Regions from separate parts of the Mus musculus genome. Here regions 1 and 3 are each linked to region 2. A link is a contact called in public HiChIP or PLAC-seq data. All regions are on one chromosome and are shown on one strand. Each heading gives the region's core, a stretch centred on a gene start, on an enhancer-like site or on the middle of the called end of the contact. The rest is flanking DNA. Distances are from core to core; before and after follow the strand shown. Region 1 has its middle 59 kb from the start of Acvr1. Region 2 holds the start of Acvr1 (activin A receptor, type 1). Region 3 has its middle 38 kb from the start of Acvr1.

Region 1 (4,109 bases), core at 1,042-3,541, 60 kb after region 2:
TGTGGTTGCTGGGATTTGAACTCAGGACCTTTGGAAGAGCAGTCAGGTGCTCTTACCTGCTGAGCCATCTCACCAGCCCGCTATTGTTATACTCATAAATCAGTGCCTTGTTCTGCCATTGTCAGAGAGGCGTCTTCCTGCAGCGATAAGAACAAATACAGAGACTCACAGCAAGGCATTCTGTACTGAAAGATCTTGAAACAGGAGGCAGAAGTTAGGGAGACAGAAGATACCGGGAGAACAGGTCTGCGACCAGTCCTATGCATATGGATACAATTTCAGTTTAGTACTTTTATGGGACTCCTGAAGGTGGATAAACAAGTCAGTCTCTGGTTCTTATGCCTTCTCTTGGGGCTCTTTGAGTCTCCTGTTGAGCTTGCTTTGCTTAACTTTGATGTGATGGCTTTGTTTTTTTTTTTATCTCCTAGAAACCTTTTCTTTTCTAATGAGACACAGAGAGAAGATCCAAATGGGAGAAGAGGTGAGGGGCAACTGGGAGAAACAGAGGATGGGGAAACTGTATTGATTGTATTGTATGAGAAAAAAAATCTATGTTTAATAAAAGGGGGGAAATGGAAGGGTGTAAATCAAGGGGAAAACCCCCAAGAAAAATAAAACAGAAACCTTTAAGCTTGTCTTAAAATACTGATGTAAGCAGCCACTTACAGTTCCTTCCTTCCTTCCTTCCTTCCTTCCTTCCTTCCTTCCTTCCTTCCTTCCTTCCTTCCTTCCTTCCTTCCTAATGAAAGGAAATAAAACTTGAGACCTGTGATTCATGTAATGTATGTCAAATAGCCCAAAGAGTTGTTTGTGAGCTTTGAAACCTGGGGCTGAGAACATAGCAGAACAGACCAGGACATGCCAGGGCAGGCCCATCGCCTCCCTATCTCCCACCCCTCTGACCTAAGTTAAATGTTAACAGGCTGCTGATGTTTAAATGGACCAATCATGTGAAACCTCGCCAATTCCTCCCCCAGCCCCACTCCTTTTGTATAAAAACCCCTAGCTTCCAAGCCTCGTGGTCGATTCCACTGTCTCCTGTGTGAGATACGTTTCGACCCGGAGCTCCACCATTAAAATACCTCATGTTGTTACATTAAGGTGTTGTGTTCTATTCATGATTCTTGGGTGCACGACGAATCGGGAGTTGAGTGGGGGTTTCCCCACTAGGTTCTTTCACTTCCTTCCTTTTCTTTTCTTTTTCAACGGTTTTGCTTTTTTCCCCAGGCTGACCTTGAACTCGTAACAGATCATTCGCCTCCAGATGGAGTAGCTGGCATTACACTTGCATTCTCCAGTACCCATGCGGAACTCTTTTTTAAATTTCCAAGTAATAATAAACATTCCAGAAGGATGGCAGAAGCATCTGCAAGAAGTGCAGAACAGCAAAAGTAGTGTTAGACTCCGGGGAGCCTAAGCTTACCGGGGACCCCCTGAGTGAACCATGTGGAGCCGGGATCAAGCAAGAGGAATTTATTGTTCCAGCGCACTGGGGTCATCCCAGACAGGAAGGAGTGGCAGCTACTCCCCCCACCCCCTACCCCAACCCCTGTGTCAGTTAAGCGAGTTTTTATATGGTTATACGGTTTCCAGAGGCAGAAAAGAGCATCAGCAACTAGGCACAATATGATTGGTGGAACAGTGCACCATTTAAACTGATTGATCTTTAGAGAATGAGGTGACAAGGACTTCCCTGGTTTGAAGTTGGGCAACAGTCTGTCCTCCAGAATGTGTCCCCACCCTCAGGTTGGTTCCCACCTATGGGCTGAGAAATGTTAATTAGCCTTTCCCTTCTGGAGGAGTGTTTCATGACCTTCCCAAAGTCCCTGAGCTGACCTTTTCAGTAGCCACTAAAGGGAACTAACCCAGAGCTGCTCTGTTAACTCCTAGGACAGATGTGCACATCTGTCTCTCTCTCTTTCTCTCTTTCTGTGTGTGTGTGTTAAATACCCCATTTTATAAATTATCCTCTAGGATTCACCAGTCTTCCCCATGTAGCCAATGCCAAAATCCCAGAGTCCATGTCCAGGTTTAGGACCATGACATTTGCTATATCCAACTCTGTTTCACTTGGGGGTTCCCCCCCAAATTTGGCTAATCTGGGGGAGACGCTTGTCAGGCAGTGCTGACTTACTGGCTCTGGCTTTCTATCCGTTGAAAAGTGACCCCTTAGCCTGTAAGAGATGGGTTGCAAAAAGGAAAGGAGAATGGATGGCTTCCAAGACTGCCGCAACTCTCTGATTAAGCTGACCGGAGGAGCAAAGCCCTTTTTAGCATTTGAAAGGGAAGGCAATTGTATCAAGTAGCCTCACTCCACCGCCTCCAGACTTTTCTTGCCCAGAAAACAAAGAGCGGCAAAGTAAAAAACACTTCATATTCTTATTCACTAAGGGCTAACAAAAACCTCCCAGGAAAAAAGTAAAAAGAGTCCTTCCAGGGGACAGTTTGGGAGTATATTGTTCGAAAGGGCACTGGCTTGGGGACAGAATGTTTACTGTCACCCAGGGAGGGTGGGCATGTACAAAGGTTACAGCTGTCAGAACTGGGCAATTCTGTCCCGATTCACTTGCTGGTGGCCACATTATACTTGGTATTCAGCTCTGCAATGTTTTTAGATTCTTGGTTTCAGTTGAACTTGAACTCTGAGCCAGGATAACATTCATAGTCATTAAATCAGCGGGTACTGACTGAACGCTACTGTGTATCCGTCACTGTGTTAGGTGCGGGAGGAGGTAACAGCCCAGCCCAGATGTAGCATCTGAACCCTTTGAATCAATAGATAAGACTGATATTGAATAAGGAGATATATGTTATTATTGAAAGACAGCTGTGAGAAACATTAGGAGGTGCACAGTGTTCTCTATTTGAAAAAGCTTACTGAGAGAGTGTCTGATCTCATTCCCTAATTCTTCACAGGAAGAAGAAAGAAACACGCAGAAAGGCCCTGGGGAAAACGTAGCCTGGCTTAGGAATTAGAAGGTGCCTACCAAGGCTAGGGAGGACAGAATGGGTTTGAGCCCGGCAGCTGGAGAAGGTATGAATTGCCTTCTGTAAACCTTTGCTTCTGGGGCCTTTAATGGGAAAAGTCATTTTAGAGGTTTATAACCTAAAGAATTTCAGGGCCAGAGAGATAGAGAATGACTCAAGGGGTAAATGTTCTGCCTCCAATCCTGCGGACTGGAATTAAATCCCCAAACCCCTCATGATAGGAGAGAGTCAACTGGCATACCTTGTGCTCACGCGTTCTCTCTCTCTCTCCATCTCTCTGTCTCCCTCCTCTCTCCATCTCTCTCCCCGTCTCTCAGTCTTTCTCTGTCTCTCTCTGACTCTCCGTCTCTGTCTCTGTCTCTGTCTCTGTCTCTGTCTCTCTCTCTCTCTCTCTCTCTCTCTCTCTCTCTCTCACACACACACACACACACACACACACACACACACACAGTTATTTAGAGGAAAAGTGTTTATGGGCTGGTCCTTTGAGATGATGCTCACACACGGGCCTGATGACTTGAAGTTAATTAAGCCCTGCATCCAACAGATCCCAGCAAGTTGTCCTCTGAAGTGCAAGGGACAGATCCAGGGGAACCAGTTGATTAAGCTCTGTCAAAAGTCAAAGCCAGAAGTTCTCAAATTCTATGAATTGCTGGGGACATTAATGCAGATTCTGTGTAGATATAGCCTCAGATGTCTTAGATATAGCCTCAGATTCTGCTTTTGAGCACACTCCCAGGTGTTCATAGGGGAGGCCGCAGGCACACACTCCACTAACAGGTCTTGATTAGGCTGTAATGGAGCTGTAGAACAGCAGACACAGTCAAGGGCTATTCTATGGGAAGAGGATGAAAGCATTAATATCCTTTGCAGGTCTCTGCCTTGGGCAACTAGGTGGAAAGCATAGATATCCAGCAGTTTAGCTGCTGGCCTGCTCTGGGAAGCCTCCTCCTCCCCCTCGCCCTCCCATCCCCTGCCTTTCACCCCCCACCCCTTACTCCTCCTCCTCCACCACCACCACCTCCTATGGGCTAGTGAAATGGGGAAGGCTTCTAAGTCAGAAGCTCCTGGCAGCCGGTTCCCCTGCTGCTAATGTATTTGCAACTGTATACTGTAGCAAA
Region 2 (4,396 bases), core at 350-2,849:
TTGTCAACCCCAGGACAGAAAACAAAAGTAACCAAATCACAAAGGGAGGGAGCTGAGCTTAGAACGGTAATCCAGATCCTATGCAGACTTAAAATAACCTTGTGACTGCACTGTCCCCGAGAGTGGCATGGGTGAGGCCTGGGATTCATACTTAAGCAGTGTGCCAACTGTAGAGCTGCATGGCAAGGCACTGTCTGAGGTCAGCACAAGTCTAGTGTCTGCCGCCTGCCCGAGCCTGGGCCCCCGGCCAGCAACCCACCTCCAGAGACTAGTGCCAGGACATACTATAGTGTTTCCATTTAAGGCCTGCCACTTGGATGAGCCCATCTCTGAAGTTTCTTAACACCACCTTTCCAGGAAGAATTTTTTGGGGAAAAGGGAGGTGGTGTCTATTTTTTGCCACCGCCTTCCCTTGGGCTGTCAGAGCAGTCTGCCTCTCAAGAACTGGATCCTTTAAAATCACTGCGTTATGTTTCTATTTGAGGGATTTTTTTCAGAAATTATATATCTATGCAAACAAAAAACATATATATGTGTATGTATATATATATATATGCAATCGCATTAAACATGTATGGGACCAGAGACGTTTCCCATCATCTCACACCAATCGCACAAACCGCAAAGAAGAAAAGCCAATAAAGAGAGCAAATCCAATGCATTACCGTCCGTCTCTCTCCAAACACCAAATTAATGGCAACTTTTTAACCAACACACTTTTCTTCTGCAACAAAAATGGGTGTTTTCTTGCCCAAGTACCTTCCTCCATAGCTCCTCTGCCGTGCAAGGTACGTTCAGATCTCCAGGGGAAGAGGGAGGTAGGGAAGGGTGGGAGACGTAACTGGCACAAACTGGACAGAGCCAAGCCAGTCTCTGAACCAGACAGAAGTCCATGCACGTAGTGAACCCACAGGCCCACAATTCTCCCCAGCGCGCCCAAGGTTCTAGCCTCACTGTTTTGGTTAGTGTCGAAGGAAGGGTTTTAAACTTGGCAAAGTACTATGCAACATCTGTAACCACATCTGCCTTCTGGGGATCGGAAGATGAATCCCACATTCCTGGCTTTGAAGCTTTTTGAAACTGCAGCTAGGAAGGACAGAGGGAGGGAGGGAGTTGAACAGAGTTTATTGGCTGTCTCTCCAGCAGAAAATTCCTCTTGGAAGAGATGGATATTTTGTGGGTGGGGGTGACTGGCCAATCTCTTTAGTCTGCCAAGCTCAGCTTAGAAGGTGAGCCCGGGGCCGTGAGGCCAGATCGATTTATAAGTCCGAGGCGCACACCCTGCAGGAGTTCATCCAACGCACACCCGAACCCCCTACTCCAAGCCTCTGTCCACCCCGGATCCCACCGGCAGCCAAGGCCCTAAGCAAGTCGGTTTCGTTCCGCCGCGGCTTCCCCCCACGTCGAGAGGGCACGCAGCTTGCCGGAGAAAGAATGAAAGCGAGGGGGAGGCACCGAGACGCCCACCCTCCACCTCCGATCCCGGTCTCGCCTCCAGCTAAGCTCCCTCCTCCCTCGGTCCCCAGCTCCGGCGGCGTGGCCGGCGACCTGCTCTCACCTCTGGTCCAGCGGCGGTCGGGTGCTGAACCCGGGGAGGCGGAGAGCTCGAGGCGACCGGGAGCTGCAAGGCGGCGCGGGAGGGCGCGGGGCGGGGCGGGGCGCTGCAGCCGGCGTGGAGCCCGGAACTCCGCGGGCCGCGGGCGGGTGGCCCGGGCGGCGGCGGCGGAGTGCAGCGCGGCGCGGCACGGCGCGGCGCGGGGCGGGAGGCTGGCGGCCACGGGGCCGGGGCGCAGGCTGGCGGCAGGCACCGGGCTGGAGCCGGGGAGACGGCTGTCGCGGGGCGGGAGGCGGAGGGCGGGGAGGAGGGCGGAGGAAACTTGCGGCGGCGCGGGGCTCGGCTGGGGGCGGCGGGGAGCCGGCGGCGGCAAAGTTCCCCCAGCGCTTGGGGGCGGCGGCGGCGGCGGCGGCGACCGGGAGCTGGAGCGGGAGGAGCGGGAGGAGGAGGAGGAGGAAGTGGCTGCGGAGCGCTCGGCCAATGAGTGTCTGGAGCTGTGATTAACCAGGCAGCAACACATCATTTCCTCCCGGCGCGGATCCAGGGAGCCGGGAGGGAGAGGGCCGGCGGCGGGGCGGGGCGCTCCTCGCGCCCCCTGCAGGCGCCCGGCCCCAGGGATTCCGCCCGCCTAGCCATGCTCGCCCGCCGCCCCCGACCCCCGACCCTTCGGGCCGCCCGGGCTGTGGGCTGCTGCGAGCCGGGCTGGCGGGACGCGGGGGAGGCGCGCGGCACGGGGAGCGGCCAGGTAGGCGCGGGCGGGGCCGTCTGGACAGCTCCCGGGGCGCGGGGCGGGCGGACAGCAGGCAGCCGAGCCGGGAACTGCGGGGGCTCCTGCACTCATCTCCAGCCCTGCGTGTCAGGCACAGGGGTGGATACTCAATGCTCCGCCTCAGCCAGGCCATCGTTGCCTTGTCTTCTGATCCCCTTCCACTATGCTCATTTCCTCGCAGGGTCTAGGGTTATGCAAGCGTTTGCCATTTTCGCAGTCGGCTTCCTTGGTAATAAAAATAAGCAAGTCTGGGGGGTGGGGGGGGGGGGGGCTTCTGCAAAAATCCCGCCCTGTCCTAGGCGCCACGGGAGCTTACAGTAGGAAGGAAGGAACATTCTCCGCCGCAGAGAGGCTGACAACTTTGGTCCTTAGAAACACAAAAACACCCCAGTGTGCTAATATTATCTGGAGCATCAAAAAAGGCATGCAAGGATCAAATTTTGCATGGTGCCCGCTTAGTGTTTGGAAGCAGCAAGCCATTTTCTCTGCCCTCTAGAAGCTTATAATGCACAGTCCTATCACAAAGCAAGAGTAAAATCATGACACCAATAAATGGGGAAAACATAAAGTATTTTTTATCCCTACAGGTCCTTTCATGTAGAGGGCATTTATTGGGTCGCTGGCTGCAACACTGCAGAAGGTTGCAAAGGAAGTGGAAGATCGGGCCTTTGCAAAAGCTGCAAACAAGCTAGCTTTACAGGCGTGTGTGTACAAGGAACAGCTAGAAAAGAGCCTTCAGGTGTTGTGTAAGCAAAAAGGCAGAGAAGGTTTTTGGTTCTTTTGTGTTTGGATCGTTCATTAGAGGGTCCTTGTAGTTATGTTTGGTGGCGATCAGGCGAGGAAAGTTCAGGTCAGATCAAGGCAAGATCACCAATCTGTAATCCCTGCTGGCTGAAACAATACAACAGAGCCCTCGGTAACACTTGCTTCAACTGTCAGCCCTTGAGGCTCACTGGTTTGACCTTGGGCACACTTTGAACCTAAGAGAGGGAAATGGGAGCCAGAGTGGCTGTGCAGCTATATTGCAGCTACCTCTTCGTGCTGCTGTGTGCTTTTAATCTTCCAAATGTTTACAGTCCCTTCCATGAGGGCAGGCACCAGGCTCGGCTGTGTTCATCCTGTATCAGCATGCCTAACAGTGGTGTATGTGTGTATGTTTAATAAAGACTTCCTAAAAGGTAGCTAGGTGGATTGAGGAAGCTTGACCTGCTTTGGGCTGCTACTGCCATAGATGTTCTCTTACTGTGGCTGACTCACTGCAAGAGCTAACAACCCCCTGTGACTACTCAGTGTTCCAAGGGACTCTGTGGAAGCACTGTGGATAGTGTTTGTGGCCTTGTATTCTACTTTGTGTGTGTGTGTGTGTGTGTGTGTGTGTGTGTGTGTGTGTGTGTGTAAAATAAGAGGACAGACTAGGATACTGCTTTTTACACAAGCCCTGTACACCCAGGGTTTAGCCCTCAAGGCTTAGGCACCTGATTCCAGGATTTCTCAACCTTGGCACTATTGGTACTTTGAGCTGGATAATTGGTTTTGCCGTTTTACATGTTGAAATACATTTAGCAGCATCCTTGACTTGTGCTCACTAGATTTCAATAGGGCAATCCTCCCCTCACAATAGTGACAGCCAGATGTCTCTGAAGTACACAATCGCCCTGGTTGAGAACCATTACTTCCACCCCAAGAGCCAATCCACTGATTTAACCCTGGTGGGGGAAAAAAATCACACCCTTAAAGTAACTTGGAGGAGCTACATCTTCTGTCAGTCTGAGCTTCTCCAATCTCAGTCATATGTTTCAGGGAGCCTGACTCCTCTTAATTAACTGCCTGCTGCATTGTGAATTGGCATCTTCTCTGTTTTCTGCATATCCTCCTCTTTTACACCCAGATCAACATGTTCGTTTCTAAAAGTCAACAGATTTCAAAAAACTATTAGGAAATAGGGCCTTGAGCAACCTAAGAGTCCTGTACGCTATTTTTCTATAAAATGTGGGGGATTTATTCCATAAAATCTCACAGACAGCTTCTCTTTTAGAGTTAAGCTTTGAATCCTACAAATGATAGCCACATTC
Region 3 (3,935 bases), core at 1,091-3,590, 38 kb after region 2:
CACCTACGGGCTGATCTCATTTTTTGATGCTACCCATTCCTACATCTTCACCGCCCAACACACCAGTTACTGCTTTCAGTATGCTGTCCAAGAGGCCACTTCCTGCCTCCTCTGTTATCACTTGCTGCACGCTGCCACATCCACTGTGAAATCTTCCATCCCTCCGTAGGAGCAGAGCATCTTCTCAGACAAGCCTTCACTTCCTTCACGTCCGGTATGCTCATTTCTCTGGCTCCAGTGTTGTGCTCCTTCAAGACAAGGATGGGTGTTATTGAACGTTTCATCAGAGCCCTGCAAAGAGGTTGGGATAGCCTTTAAGAGGCTGTTTAGTAGAGAAAGTGAGATGAGTTGGCAGGGCAGGGGGTGGAGGTCAGACGTAGACCATCCTTTTCTTACTTGGCATCCTCTTTTACTCTCTCCACTTTCAAACTACCTGCTAAACCTGGGCAGGTTTCAGTTACATGCAAAGGAGCAAGGACAGACAGACAGTAGGAAAACACACACACACACACACACACACACACACACACACACACACACACACAAGTGAATGCTGTTGTGCTTTACCCAGTGTTTGATGGGAAGTAACACATCTAACATTCAAAGACTTGAGATGCATAGGAAGCAGAGGGGAGGGGTGACCCAAGCTAAGCTCCTGGTGCATGTCCTTCCCCATCATCTATGATCCTCCTCTTCCTCTTCCTCCTCTTCTTTTGTGTGTTCGTGTTTGTGTGTGTGTGTGCGTGTGTCCTGCCTTGATCTTGGAGTTTCCTGAACTGTTGTCAGTAGCTGGCTATTTCCTGTGTGTGGAGCCCTGAATCCTGCTCTGAATACAAGTATAGTAGGTCCCACTAATTAATTAAATTGTACTTCATAGACTTGGAGTCAGGTCTCTTGAATACAAGATGCAAATTTATGCAACATATGCAAATCACTCATGTTCTCAAATTCCATGAACAAAATCTGGTAGCCTTGAGATAAAGAAGCCCCTGCCAAGCATCGTCTCTCCTAATTATTGCTTAATTTTCCCCCTTTAACATGGAACTAACACTTTCAGGCTTGGCAGAAACTGGAAAAAACACAGCAAAGCTGGTTACTACACAGGAAGTTCCTTAAGGCCAAAGACCCTGCAATCTATTTATTTTATGTTCCCCAGAAGCTCCTCAAGTGCTACGAGAACACATAGTCTTGCACGGGGTACTCCACCAGGCTCGGCTACAAAATAATCAAGTATTCAGATAAACAAAAGTAGAAAGCCTGAAAGCTTTTCAAGGCATGGCATTGAAGACCAGGATGCACTACCCATACCTATTTCATTATTGCTTGAAAATGATTTCGTGTTGAATAAAAAAAAATTCAAATCACTCTTCAGTCAGGCAAGCCATGTCTCAAATGTCTAATAGCTACACATGGCTAGCAATGTCTTTATTAGGTGTCGAGACAGACAAAGGTTTCCATGATAATGGCAGGCCTATTGGGCCCCACTGATCTGGTCTCTTGCTCCTCAAGGACTGAACTTTACACAAGATACGGTTTAAGAGCACTCAGGAAACACAGAATCATAACCCTAGTCTAGATCCTTTGAGTGCAGACCCAAACACAAGTTCTCCTGTATATCGGTGAGAGACATTGTCTACATCTAGAATAGAACCAATGGTTCTCAAATGTTAGCATCCATTGAGCCTTTCAGAAATGCATGTTTTGTTCTGTTTTGTTTTGTGGTAAAACAGGATCTCCTGTAGTCCAGCCAATGATGACCTTGAACTTTGATCCATATGACTCCATCTCCCACATACTGGCAAGGTCAAGTTGTCTAAGGGGGTGGGGAGAAACTTCAATTAAGAAAATGCCTCCATAAGATCTAGCTATAGGTAGGCTTGTAGAGAATTTTCTTAATTAGTGATTGATGGGCCCAACCCATTGTGGGTGGTACTGAGACCCTGAATTAACATAAAAAATAAAAAGAGTGGATCAGTAGTGGATCCCTTACCTAGCATGCACAAGGTCCAAGGTTCAATTCCTAGTATCACAAACAGAAAGCCACAACTATCTATATGAGTGGAATTTTGTTGTTGGTTGTAATGGGTGTTACTGTTGTTGTTTTATTGGCAGGGTCTCCCAATGTAGCCAAAGATAACCTTAAACTCATGACCCACCTGCTTCAACCTCCAAAGCGTCTGCATATTCCACCACACTCTCAGCTTAAAATCAGGCTCATTGAAATGCTAAAGTTGTATTTTATGATGGAGATGCCTGTTCAATTTCCCGAGTGTGTGCGATCCCTTTCTCTGTTTTGTTGTGGATGAGGTAGGATCTCACCATCTTGCTGAGGCTGGATTCAAGCTCCTGGGATTGGGCAGTCATCTGCTTCAGTCTTTCCAGTAGCTGAGACTGCAGGCCTGGACTGTCATACTCAGCCAGAATTACATTTGAAAGCCAGCCTAGCCTTTCAAAGGCAGGGTATTCTTGTTGAAGTTTTTAATGATGATAGCTTTGTCTATCCCCTGGTACAGCTCAATTAGATATAGACACAGGAACCCAACAGAGGAAAACCTGTCAGATCTGTTTTCAGTAAACCTAGGCTGAAGAGTACTATGGACCTTGACCACAATAAACTTTCCTATTGTCCCCGGCCTAACCGAACATGTGTGGTGTGCTTACAAATGGACAAACAAGACAACTGACTCTTCACCACTGGGCAAGGTTTGAGGGTATGAAATATTTTGTCTGTTGCTTCAAAAAGAGAGGCACTCCACTGAGAGAGATGAAAAGGAAATGTGGCCAGTGTCTCTTCCCTCCTAGTCACCTACAAAAGAGTGCCTCCTTTCTCTCAGAGTTGTCTCCTCAGCACCCATCCTTACTGTTTCCTTACCTTCAAACACAACCCAATAGGCCTCTACTCTTCCCACTGCCCAAATGCCTCAGAAAGCCAACCGAGTCCTCAACTCCAGGCAATCACAGTAATGACAATGGCCTTCTAAGTGACTGGTTGATCTACTTAGGCTTCAGACAATCCGTGCACTGCATTACTTGGCAAGTCTGAGCTAGCCTGATCAGCCTGCTGTCAACACCGTTGTACCAAGGTCAAAGGGAAGAAGATGGTTTTGCTGGGAATCTCAGGCTGTCCCATAAGCTCCAATCCTCTTTGCTCAGACTCCCAAGTGTTGGGACTACAATCATGTGCCGTGGAAAAAAAATTTTCTAATAAGGAAGATGGGTGTCTCCAGTGTTCATAGACGTTGCTTTCTAACCATAAAGAAACAATACTGAAGAAGAATCTTACCTAGACTCTAGGTTCTAGAGGGAATAAAAATGCAGAGAGTAGAGAGACAGCCTCCTGGCCCCAATTATATTAGGCTAATTGTATTTTCCTCACACTTCACATAAGATCCTAATTTTCCTGTTCTTTGTGTTAATTATGCATGTATTTTTCAAATTCAGATAAAATAACCTTTACCAATAAAACACTCAAATACTATTCCTACTGATTAGGACAAGTTGTTTATGTACCCCAAGATAACTGAACTCAGACCTCAGTCGCTGTGATGATTTGTATATGCTTGGCCCTAGGGAGTGGCACTAGTAGAAGGTATGGCACTGTTGGTGTAGGTACAGCCTTTTGGAGGAGGTGTATCAATGTGGGAGTGGGCTTTAACTCATCCTAGCTGCCTGGAAATCAGTATTCTGCTAACAGCCTTTAGGTGAAGATGTAGAACTCTCAGCTCTATCTGACCATGTCTGCCTGGATGCTGCCATGCTCCCACCTTGATGATAATGGAATGAACCACTTATCCTATAAACCAGCCCCAATTAAATGTTGTCCTTTATAAGACTTGCCTTGGTCATGATGTCTGTTCACAGCAATGAAAACCCTACTAAGATAGTCATCAATAAGATTGTTCTTCCTTTAAATTTTAATATATATTTTGAGACAG

Evidence for each region. HiChIP or PLAC-seq counts read pairs in DNA pulled down with a chosen protein or histone mark.
Region 1: a contact with region 2 is called in an H3K27ac HiChIP or PLAC-seq map of embryonic stem cells, with 15 read pairs. The contact joins the enhancer-like site here to the promoter of Acvr1 in region 2. A contact is called at or near these places in 2 of 39 promoter capture datasets (epiblast stem cells and hippocampal neurons), 9 of 484 Hi-C or Micro-C datasets (embryonic stem cells, forebrain, nephron progenitors and 1 more), 9 of 115 datasets of contacts at active chromatin or transcription factors (embryonic stem cells, epiblast stem cells and neural progenitor cells) and 2 of 9 other capture datasets (adipose tissue and liver).
Region 3: an H3K4me3 HiChIP or PLAC-seq map of embryonic stem cells shows a contact between it and region 2, with 5 times the contacts expected there. The contact joins the enhancer-like site here to the promoter of Acvr1 in region 2. A contact is called at or near these places in 1 of 39 promoter capture datasets (hippocampal neurons), 2 of 484 Hi-C or Micro-C datasets (cerebral cortex and nephron progenitors), 8 of 115 datasets of contacts at active chromatin or transcription factors (the SCID.adh cell line, embryonic stem cells, heart atrium and 2 more) and 1 of 9 other capture datasets (liver).

The regions. Positions count from the first base shown.
Region 1 is chr2:58,624,165-58,628,273 of GRCm38.p6, forward strand. It overlaps a transcript of Upp2 not described here. Among named protein-coding and RNA genes, the nearest start is that of Acvr1, 59 kb to the left of the region's middle. Within about 2 kb of position 2,292, at least 21 of the 459 cell types and tissues checked have an H3K27ac peak or open chromatin away from gene starts, as enhancers often do. A contact at or near this core is called in embryonic stem cells, epiblast stem cells and neural progenitor cells, where this site is marked.
Region 2 is chr2:58,565,229-58,569,624 of GRCm38.p6, forward strand. It overlaps Acvr1 (activin A receptor, type 1), which reads right to left and starts at 1,600. Exons shown (of 12, transcript NM_007394.3): 1 at 1,559-1,600. It also overlaps a transcript of Upp2 not described here.
Region 3 is chr2:58,602,696-58,606,630 of GRCm38.p6, forward strand. It overlaps a transcript of Upp2 not described here. Among named protein-coding and RNA genes, the nearest start is that of Acvr1, 38 kb to the left of the region's middle. Within about 2 kb of position 2,341, at least 2 of the 459 cell types and tissues checked have an H3K27ac peak or open chromatin away from gene starts, as enhancers often do. A contact at or near this core is called in embryonic stem cells, where this site is marked.